Regions from separate parts of the Macaca mulatta genome. Here regions 1 and 2 are each linked to region 3. A link is a contact called in public Hi-C data. All regions are on one chromosome and are shown on one strand. The core of a region is the stretch at or near the end of the contact, and the rest is flanking DNA. Distances in the headings are between cores, read along the strand shown. Region 1 holds the start of TSSC4 (tumor suppressing subtransferable candidate 4). Region 2 overlaps KCNQ1 (potassium voltage-gated channel subfamily Q member 1). Region 3 holds the start of SLC67A1-AS (SLC67A1 antisense RNA).

Evidence for each region. Hi-C and Micro-C count contacts between places; a contact is called where the count stands out from the background.
Region 1: a contact with region 3 is called in a Hi-C map of fetal cortex germinal zone, with 5 times the contacts expected there. The contact joins the promoter of TSSC4 here to the promoter of SLC67A1-AS in region 3. A contact is called at or near these places in 2 of 14 Hi-C or Micro-C datasets (fetal cortex germinal zone and fetal cortical plate).
Region 2: a Hi-C map of CD4 T cells shows a contact between it and region 3, with 8 times the contacts expected there. The contact joins the enhancer-like site here to the promoter of SLC67A1-AS in region 3. A contact is called at or near these places in 8 of 14 Hi-C or Micro-C datasets (CD4 T cells, blood, cortical neurons and 4 more).

The regions. Positions count from the first base shown.
Region 1 is chr14:2,306,743-2,309,968 of T2T-MMU8v2.0, reverse strand. TSSC4 (tumor suppressing subtransferable candidate 4) reads right to left here and starts at 1,288. Exons shown (of 4, transcript NM_001193980.2): 1 at 1,249-1,288; 2 at 77-217.
Region 2 is chr14:2,443,775-2,446,845 of T2T-MMU8v2.0, reverse strand. All of the region lies in intron 2 of KCNQ1 (potassium voltage-gated channel subfamily Q member 1), which reads right to left. Among named protein-coding and RNA genes, the nearest start is that of KCNQ1, 91 kb to the right of the region's middle. Within about 2 kb of position 1,590, at least 13 of the 40 cell types and tissues checked have an H3K27ac peak or open chromatin away from gene starts, as enhancers often do. A contact at or near this core is called in CD4 T cells and fetal cortical plate, where this site is marked.
Region 3 is chr14:2,805,903-2,809,195 of T2T-MMU8v2.0, reverse strand. SLC67A1-AS (SLC67A1 antisense RNA) reads left to right here and starts at 1,982. Exons shown (of 2, transcript XR_013404543.1): 1 at 1,982-2,302. It overlaps SLC22A18 (solute carrier family 22 member 18), which reads right to left and starts at 2,062. Exons shown (of 11, transcript XM_077961729.1): 1 at 1,888-2,062; 2 at 1,339-1,401.

The DNA of each region.
Region 1 (3,226 bases), core at 39-2,538, 500 kb after region 3:
AGATCAGGCAGGAAGGCCACTTATAAGCTGCTTGCTGTGCAGGGTGAGCAGTTGGTACTCCACAAAGAGCCGGCACCTTCCTGATCCATGGGGAAAAGGTTTGCTCCTATTTGCTGGAAGATCCCCGGGAGCTCCCAAGGAATCTGCAGCCAAGGCCCTGGCATCTGAGGGTCAAGCTCTCAGGAAAGTGGGGTGTCGACCATCACCTTGAGCAGCCCTGCTAGGCAGAAGCAAATCCCCGCAGCTCCTGGAGCGACCTCCAGTGACCTTCCTCCTGTAACACTCAGCACATACCTTGCCTTTCCAGCTGGGCAGACAAATGCTGCCTCCTGTACCCATTTAGCGGTAGAGTGACTAGGTGCCTCAGAGCTTGCGTTTCCAAGCAAAAAAGACGGCCCATCCACACCCTTCTTCACTGTCCTCGGCCATCCATCCACTGACTCCTCTCCTGCTACCAACACTCCTTGCCCGCCCAGAGTGACCTGTGTCTTGTGCACCCAACAAGGATGGGGTCAGGGGTACTATTAGGGACTGTCAGTGCCCTCCACCAGGTCAAACACAGGAAGGACCTCAATTCCTCTGAGGCCTGACTCTCCTCAGTGAAGAAGCCACCCCAGGGAAAGGCGATACCCAGTACCCCCCACACTGATGACCGTTTTAAAACTGGCAGGAATGGGGCGGGGGCCATAATTTGCCCAAGTCACACAGTATGTTGCAGACGAAGCTGGAGTTCCAACCAGACCCCTGCTTCCCAGATTCGCACTCCCGTCCTCTGCAGCAGAACGCCGCCGCGGCCAGAAGCAGCCTGGTCAGCGGGGCACTCCGAGGGGGAGCGGGGATCGGGCTGCAAGACAGGGACTCCAGGAGTCCGTTCTCGGGGTTCTCGGCGAGATCCGGCAATGAGTGGAAGGGCAGAGTTGACTCCTTCATGTCTGGAGACTGAAGGAAGCCGTCTGTTTCTCCACATGAATGCAGAGCCGGGCCTTTCTCCACTCTATGTGCCAGCAAGACCTCCCCGCCAGGGAAAGAACGAACTCTCAGTGCCAAGTTGGCTCTCGGTGCGAAGTCGGGCTGGACAGGCCCGGGTCCGGGCCTCAAGAGGATGCTGTGGGTGCCAAGGGCCCGGTCGCAAGGTACGGGGGTTGGCAAGCACAGCGGGGCCTCCGAGCTCAATTTAAAGCTGCGCTCGGTGACCTTCCGGAGGCTCGGCCGGCCACCGTGGCCCGTCCTCCATCAGCACAAACCTACCGGCTCAAGGATGCACGGCAATCTCCATCTTGGTCGGCGCCGCACGTCCGCGCGGCGCGCTCAGCCCTCTGGGAAACCGAGTGCTCTGCCGGCGGAGCGCCGCGGTTTCCGCACCTGCAGAACTACAACTCCCACAAGGCACTGGGCCTCCACTCCCGACGCCTGTCGGGATGTGTAGCCCTGTGCGCATGCGCCCGCCCCTCTACGCCCCGGCCCTTGGGTCCGGCTCGGAAGCGGCCCCGGAAACGACGGCATTTGTTGGGGAACCAAGACCGGAATTGACCAAGAAGAACAGGAAGAGGAGGGGCCAGGCCTGCAATTCCCAGAATGCTCGACGGCTAACCGACAACCGGGCCGGCTTCCCGTGGTCCCAGCGCCACCTGCCGGAAACCGCGAGAACAGCGGCCGCCCCAGGCAGGAAGTGCATCATCTCGTATGGAGAACGAATGCCGTTCCCAGCACTTCCGGTCATGACCGGAAGCGGTAACTGTCGCTCCTCCTGGGCTTCGTCAATGCAGCGAGGCGGGGCTCCCCGGGATCCCACGGTCCCGCTCAGGCCAGACGCAGAGGCGGTCCCAGCCCGAGATGAAGACGCGGGGTCGTGGCCGCTGGGTCACGGGTGAAGGGGGCTTTACCCGCTGGTTGGGCCGACGCTTTCCCACCCCTAGGGGTTTACTGGGCCCTGGCCGCAAACTTGTGGGGCGTCGTCCTCACACAATTGCCCGGCCACCCTGACACCTCTGGGCCCTCAGCTCTGGTGCACTGGTCCGGGCTCCGGGAGGCACTGAGACGTCCCCCGAGGGCTCTGCGGGGAAGCTGGGGCCAGGTCCCTGGTCCTTCCGGGCAGGATGGAGGCCGCTGAATGCTCAAGCTTCCAAGTCAGCGTGGCTGGGTGGGCGGCAGCCGGGAAGGTTTGGCCTCCGCCGTGCTTGGGAGCCTGTCCAGGGGGCAGGTCAGATGCCCGCCCTGAAAGGGAAGACGAGGGCCCAGGTTCTCCCTTCGACAAGCCGCGTCTCCCTTGGCCACTGGCCCTGTTGGCACCTTGTGCTCCTTCTCAGCTGGGAGAGTTCATGCCCCACACAGTCAAGGAATCTGAGTTCCCCGTGGCTGCTAGACCTCTGGTCCCTCTGAAAGGCTCGAGAGAGAACTCCCCCAGGGCCTGCTGTCCTGGCATCCGCTGGGAAATAGGATTCAAGGACCTGCTGTGGCTCAGCCTAGAGAAAAGGAGGGGAAGCAGGACCCCCTCCTCGGCCCCCGGTCTGCTGTGCACCTTTGGGATACCTTATTCCTTAAACTGCTCTTCCCTCCCCACAGGGAACATAGTGGAAAGTAGAGAGGGGGCTCCTTGAACCATCCTGTTACCCCAACCAGTGCAGGCTTGGAAGTTGGGAGCAGCAGGGGAGGAGGGCCTGCTGAGAGACTCTGTAACCCCCTAAATTGCAGGGCTGGGGACAGTTTCCAAATTGGCCCGCAAAGAGGCTGCTGGGAGCCCTAGACATGAATTCCCAGGCACTCATTTCCTCCAGGGGTCAGTTAAATGTGCCAGCATCTCCCGCCCCACAACTAGGGAAAAGCAGCCTGACCCAGAGCAAGCCCCACCCCACGATGTAGGGGAAGATAGGAGAGTCTAGACCAAGCCCATTGGCAAGGACGGGGAGCGCAGGGGCTGCTTAGCCCCAGAGCCTGTCCACCCCCCAACCACCGCCCGCTGAGGGGCTGGGTGGGCTCCCTAGTAGGACGAGGTCTTTCTTCCCCTCCAGCCCCTTTGAGACATGGCTCAGGCCTGAGCCGCCAGCTCTTCAAAGGAACACTTACAGGAAATAGATGGGCAGGACAGAGACCCTCAAATGCTCAGGAGGGAGCAGTGTGTCCATCCTTTGCCATCCCTTAGGAGGAGGAGGAGTCCTGCAGCGCACCCAGCCCCGACCCCAAGCCCATCTCATACTGCATTCCCTGGCTGCCCGACCCCTCCTGCCAA
Region 2 (3,071 bases), core at 341-2,840, 360 kb after region 3:
AGCTGACAACTGCGTTCTGAAGCCTCAGAGTGGCCTGGGCGGTGGGGACCGGTCTTGGCTGGGTAGCTCCCAAGTGACAGGGACAAAAAGGCAAGCGAGCCCACAACCCCACAGAGGGACACGACGCTTCCCAGAGCACCCTGCAGCCCTGAGGAGGGAGTGGGTACCCCCGTCCCCGGGCAACTAGTCTAGTGAGGAGTTGCCCCTGAAGCAAGTGTGCAGGACGGGGCTTTGTCAGACCCGTAGGAGCTCACCAGGCCGGGAGGAAGAGAACCCCTAGCGGGCGGCAGCTGCAGAGGGAATCAGACCTCGGGGTGGGTTGAGGAAAATCCTGAGTCACCCACTGGTTCCCCAATGCGGGCGAAGGTGCCTTCACTTCTGCGTCTTTTCCCGGCAGCAGCAGTAAGGGCGCTGCGGGAAACCGCCTGAGGCCGTGCGCAGAGCAGGCTTCTCATCACAGCAGCTGCGGGTCCCAGGTGGAAAACACCAGGTGAGGACCTGCGGGCCTGCGGGCGCCCTGAGCAAGCGGAGGCCAGAGCGCTGAGGACAGGACCCCACCTTCTTCCACAGAGAGGAGCCCGCCCGGGGCCGTCACGGAGGCCCAGAGACTCTCCACAGGGTCTCACTTTGCTGCTGGGAGGGAAACTGAGGCCTCGCTCTGTGCTGGGAGGGAAACTGAGGCCTCGCTCTGTGCTGGGAGGGAAACTGAGGCCTCGCTCTGTGCTGAAGGGACAGCAGAAACCCAGGCAGTGAAGGCTCCAGCTGGCGGGAGGGGTGGGCCACCGGGCGGGGTGGAGGGAGCCTCAGCAGAGGGGAGGAAGCCGCAGCGATGACCTCATCCCCTAGGCCTCCGGGGCCGCCGCTCATGGGGTTTTTTAACCACAGGCATTGCAGGACAATTCCCTGGTATGTTCCCCACCAAAGGCGCGGACGAGCCATGTTTGTGTTGTGCTTTTGAGTGCCTCTCTCTTTGTGTGGGGTTTGACAAAAGCCGTGATCCTGGAGACAAAAGCCAGGCCTTCACCTGGGCCAGGGCAGGGTCTCCTCCTGCAGAGAGCAGGGGGGGCCGTTTCTGGCAGCAGCCGGCCTCAGCAAGAAACAGGAGAGCCACCCAAACCGGGAACTCCTTCCCAAGCAAGAACACGCAAAGCACACACACGTCAGACACACGCGTGCGCACACACAGCAGGCACATGTGTATGTATGTGCGCACAGAGCTACCGACAAGCACACACACGTACACAGTACACACATGCACACGTGTGCCACTTCCACAGACGTGGGCACACAGATATGCACACGCATGTACGTAAATACGTGCACACACAGCCCCCTCTGAATTCAGAAACTAGGCTGGGGCCCTCTTTGCAGCCCAGGAAGTGGCTCTCCTCCCTGGGAGGCCATGAGCAAATCTCCCCTGCCCAGCAGATTTCCGACGTGCTGTTCACGTGCTGTTCACGGTGTGGGCCGGACCCCAGCCGAGACCAGATTCCTCCCGAAATGGCTTTTTCAGGCCCACCGCATATCCCTGGTTCAGCAGAATGCCTAATCCCTCCGAGGCCGCGCTGGGGTTTCCTTAGCCGTGCTGAGATAACAGCTTTCTGGCACTGCAAAGCAGGGCGGACGAAAAGAAACGAGAAAACAGGGGCTCCCTGGGAACACGCCGCTTTGATTAACTTTTTCCCCAACATTTAAACACCGTGCTCCCGGAATCCCTCACGCGGGTCCTGCACCCTGCGGGCCCCTCCTGGGTTCCCCAAGGCTGCGGTTTGGGCTCCCCGCGCTCAGCACTCCTTGGCGGGGGCCGGCAGCTCCGGAGTTGCATGTAACCCGAGCGCCCTCTGGCGTCTGCAGGCGTCCCCGCCACCTGGCCCCAGGGGCTGCAAACACTTTTGCTGCTTCTGCCTCCCCCCAGTGCCTCCAACCGTCCTTCCTGCAACCCTGCACAGCCCCCCTCTGCTGGACTCAAGAACCCAACAGCCGTCCTCACTCCTCCAGGCCTGAAGCCTCAGGAACCTACTGTCAGCCCCTTCCCCAGGAAGTCCCCAACTTCTGCCTGTGCTCTGAGCCCCGCTGCCCTGCGCCTGCCCTGCGCCTGCCCTGCGCCTGCCCTGCGCCTGCTGTCCACTGGAAGCTGTGAGCCCTGGGAGGGGTCCCTGCCTGCCCTGCAAGCACCTGTTTACCTCCTTCTCACTGTGCCCCTCCCACCTGAGCGCCCCCTCCTCCAAGCAAGTGGTCCCTGTCCCTGCGGATAGTCCCCACCCAGAGCCTATGCCTCAGTCTCGGCTCTGCCTTTGATGATGACTGAGTGACAGCTGGACCCTCAAATCCCCTTGAAGGATTTGACTCCACGAGGCCAGTGCTTCGAGAGACTGCTGGGAAGTGTGGCGAGGCAAGTGGGAGGGCGTCTCCCACCCCTCCACCATGCAGGGGCAGCTGAGACCAGGAGCACATACCAAACTGGGGTGTCCTCATTGGGCAACTCTGGCCTATGGACTTGAGGCAGGGAGGGACATGCACAGCCAGGAAGCACCATGCTGAGCCTGTGGGGATAGCGCAGCCACGGGGTCCTGCCCTCAGGGAGTGTGGAATGGCCTGAGGCAGACAGATGCTTCTGAGCCTCCCAGAGCCCCACCAACCCAGAACAGGGCAGGTTGGCGGGGATGCTGCGCAGGATGGCCCCAAGCAGAGGCCTGAAACCTGACAAGAGGCTGAGTGCTGACACTCCCGAGGACAGCCAGGCCCAGGACAGAGGGCATGCGAAGGCCCTGGGGCAGCCAGGAATGTCCAAGGCTTGGCCTGGAGTGAGTGAGCCCAGGCTGGGGGAGGTGGAGAGGGGAGGGTTACAGGTGACGGACCTGAACGTGGCACCTTGGGGAGTGTACCCTAAACGTCACAGGGAGCTTCTGGAATGATCAGATTTTTGTCTTAGAAAGTCCTCCCCAGCTGCTGTCTGCAGGGTTGCCTGGTGAGACGGGAGGTGTGGCAGGGGGGCAGCGGGCATGAGAGAAGGAGGGACAAGGGAGGCGGCCAGGGTCTCTGCCTTCCGAGCAGTAGAAAAGGCAGAGGGG
Region 3 (3,293 bases), core at 733-3,232:
CTCAGGCAGCACAGGTGTCCACTCTGAACTCGAGGAGGGGCAGTGTGGGCAGGGGATGGGACCGGGAGATGGAGAGAAGGAGAGGATGGAGGGGAGGCAGGGGCGGGGAGAGGAGAGTGGAGGAATGAGGGGTTAGGGGAAGAAGTAAGGGGAGGTGGTAGAGGGTGTTGTGTAGCCTGGCCCTGCCAAGGGTCTGCACAGAGCCCCAGAAGAGTGACCAGGAGACAGGCGCAGTTCTGGGAACAGCTCTGGGCCCCTCCTCACTTCTCTCCCCAGACCCGGAGGCTGCTAGGAGCAGCTGAGAGCCCGCTTTTCCCCATTTCACCCTGCCTGCCACTTCCCCACCCTTGCAGGGGCCACCAGAGACGCAGGCACACAGGTAAACAGGCTTCATGCCGCCCTCCGCAGCAGGAGCCGCTTGAGCACACACACCACGTGCTGAGCACACTTGGCCCAGGCCCTGACCTTGGTCTGGGCACCATTCTCTGTGCCCCCTGACTGTCACTAAGGAGGGAGATGCTCACTCAGGACTCCTGCCCCACCTACCTGCGGCTAGGCACAGGCTCAAATGTCAAAACCAATGTCATGTGTCAATCATCACTCAACAGAACAGAAAACTGCAGGAGTGAGACAGGGTGAGACAGACACCGCAGAGGCAAGTGAGAGCCGGCCAAAATCCTGGTGGGCAGGGGGCCAGAGCCAGGTAGCCCAAGGCCGGCTGGTGAAGCTATTCTAAGTCATGTGGGAGTGGGTCAGGCTACCCTTGGTTCAGCAGCTCAGGTGTCGGGGATCAGAAAATAATACCCCAAAATGAAGCAGCTTCAGAAGCAGCTTCGGAAGCAAAAGGTTTTTTCTCTGACCTTCTCTTGCTCTGCTGTCTCTCAGCGCCATTCTTGCCCGAAGCAGGTCATAGAAACTAGAATCCATTTTCCCCAGGGCAGGTCATAGAAATCGGAGCCCCCCTTTCCCCACAGCCAGACATCAAACCTAAAAATATTGCTCCACCTTTGTGTTCAGAAACTGGCCATAAAGAAATTATCTGACCTGCCTTGTTTGACTGTAGGGCATAAGACCCCATTCCAGGAGGGTCCTACCCCACGCCCAGAGGGAAGGAATGCTGCTCAGAAAGTTCGAGAAATCTAGACCAACAACCCTCGCTGCGCTTCCCCTTGTGGTCCAGTAGCATTAGCGCAGGTCCTTTGATTAATCTGTGTTCCCTCATGGATGTCCATATTTTGTTGAGCCTAAGCATCAAAAATGGCAATTTTCCCCATATCTTTGGGTCTTCGTCCTGAAGGCTCCTGTTCACACACGTCAATAAATTTGGGGACCAAATACCTTTTGTCCAATGAATCCGCCTTCTGTGAGTTTGTTTCTCAGCAAGCCCACAGGTGCAGTGCCCTGCGCGAGGAGATTCCAGCTGAAACAGTGCAAATGTGTTTGCATCTGGAGTGTGTGTCCCCAGATCCTCTGCCAAGCTCGGTTTCAAGAATAGTCACCACTGGCCTCCCTGGGGACCTGGGGAGGGTGCAGTCAAGCTGAGAGCCCAGAGCCCAAAGTCGAGAGCCCAGCTCCAGCCAGGATTTCCTGGAAGGACTGCACAGAAAGGCCCGTAGAAGAAGGTGGGGGTGGGTGACAGGAGTCTCAGAGTGTCTTAGATTTGGGACTCCTGGGGGAGGATGGGCATCCACATGAACCCTTACTCCATGGGGCAGGTGTGAGGGACTGTCCCCAACAGCTTCCAGACGCCTCCTGGGTTCCCTGGGGAGGGCTTAGAGGGTGAAGCGGCAGAAGGAGATGGGATGAGTTACCAAACTGCCCAGAGGTGCGTGAGGGAGGCTGAGGGTCCTCTGGCGCTGAGGGGTGGCGGGGGTCCTGGGAACTTACACTGTCTTCCTCCAGGTGAAGCAGGGTCTCAGGTAGCCGGGGAACTGGTTGAGCAGAGGAAATTGGATAGACTTTTTTTTTTTTTTTGTCATGAATGGGCTCGGTGTGGGTAGGGGAACTTCCTGTTTCTGAGGGAATGTGGGAAAATTGCCCTTTGGGCTGGGTGAAGAAAAAAGCAAGTAGAACCCTGGGACCCCTGGACTTCCTCCTCCAGAGGAAGCGGCTTCGGTTATGGGCCAGTGAGCCTGTGCGTCCCCAGCCCTAGGGCGTTCACTGCTTCGGAGAAGCAGGGCAACAGTTCTGCCAGATGAGAGGATCCAGGCTGACTGGAGGAAGGAAGGGCCTTATCTCATCTGGGCTCAGGTTTGGGAGAGAAGGCCTCTCAGAGGAGGTGCTGCCTCAGCCAGTCTTAAAGGTCGGGTATGGGAAGGGCATCCTGGCTGAGAGAATAGCCTGGATAATGGCTTAGAGGTGAGCCTAGGCTTGGAGTGTTCAGGAAGCTGAGCCACTGGAAGGGGCTGGCACCAAGGGTGTACAGTGGGGTGACGGGGCAGAAAGTGAGTCTAGAGAGAGGGATCGCCCTATTAGGGCTGGCAGGGACACAGCCAGATGTGCACTGAGAAGTGTTGCTCTGAAGGCCTCACCCTGGAGGCTGGGACCTCTGAGGGTCTCCTGAATGAGAGGAGGCCAGCTTCAGAGCTGACCCCTGCCTACACCACTGCCTGGACGTTTGAAATGGCTTTAGGCCTATCTTAACCCAACACACACTTATTAAGCACCTACTGTGTGCATGCCCCGTGCCAGCTGTTTGGGATGACAACTGGCAAAGGTGACCACCCGTTCGTAGCTTGCATTATTAGAGTGCATGTGCAGGTTTCGGGGAGGCAGAAGATCCGGGTCACCACAATGAATAAGGAAGTAACTCACCACCTACGGGCACTTGAGTTCTTCCTGTGTGTGCAGTGGACACTGCTGCAGGGTTCTGAGCCCCTTCTGTTCCCCAGGGAGCCTCTGGCTGATGTGCTGATGAGGGATTGAGGGGAGGGGGCAGTGCAGGAGGTCTCTGCTGTGGTCCAGATGAGAGGCGGTGTGGACTTGGATGGGGCATGGGGGGATTCGAGGGGCAGGTTTGGAACCTCCCTGGAAGGAGGGCTGACAGGCTTCCTGCTGATTGGGGCCTGGGCTGAGAGGGCCAAATGAGGGGGCCTCCAGGGCGAGGCTGCTGAGAAGGGGTGGCTGGGGGCGACATGAGGGGAGGGAACCCTGTAGGTCCATCCAGGGGAGGGGCCTGTGGGCCAGAACAGAGGGCAGAGTGTGCAGTTTGTGGCTGTGGTCTGAGCTGGACATGAGGGTGTCATTCATGCTGAGGTCTTACTTAGAGCTCCCACCCTGGATGAGATGACCAG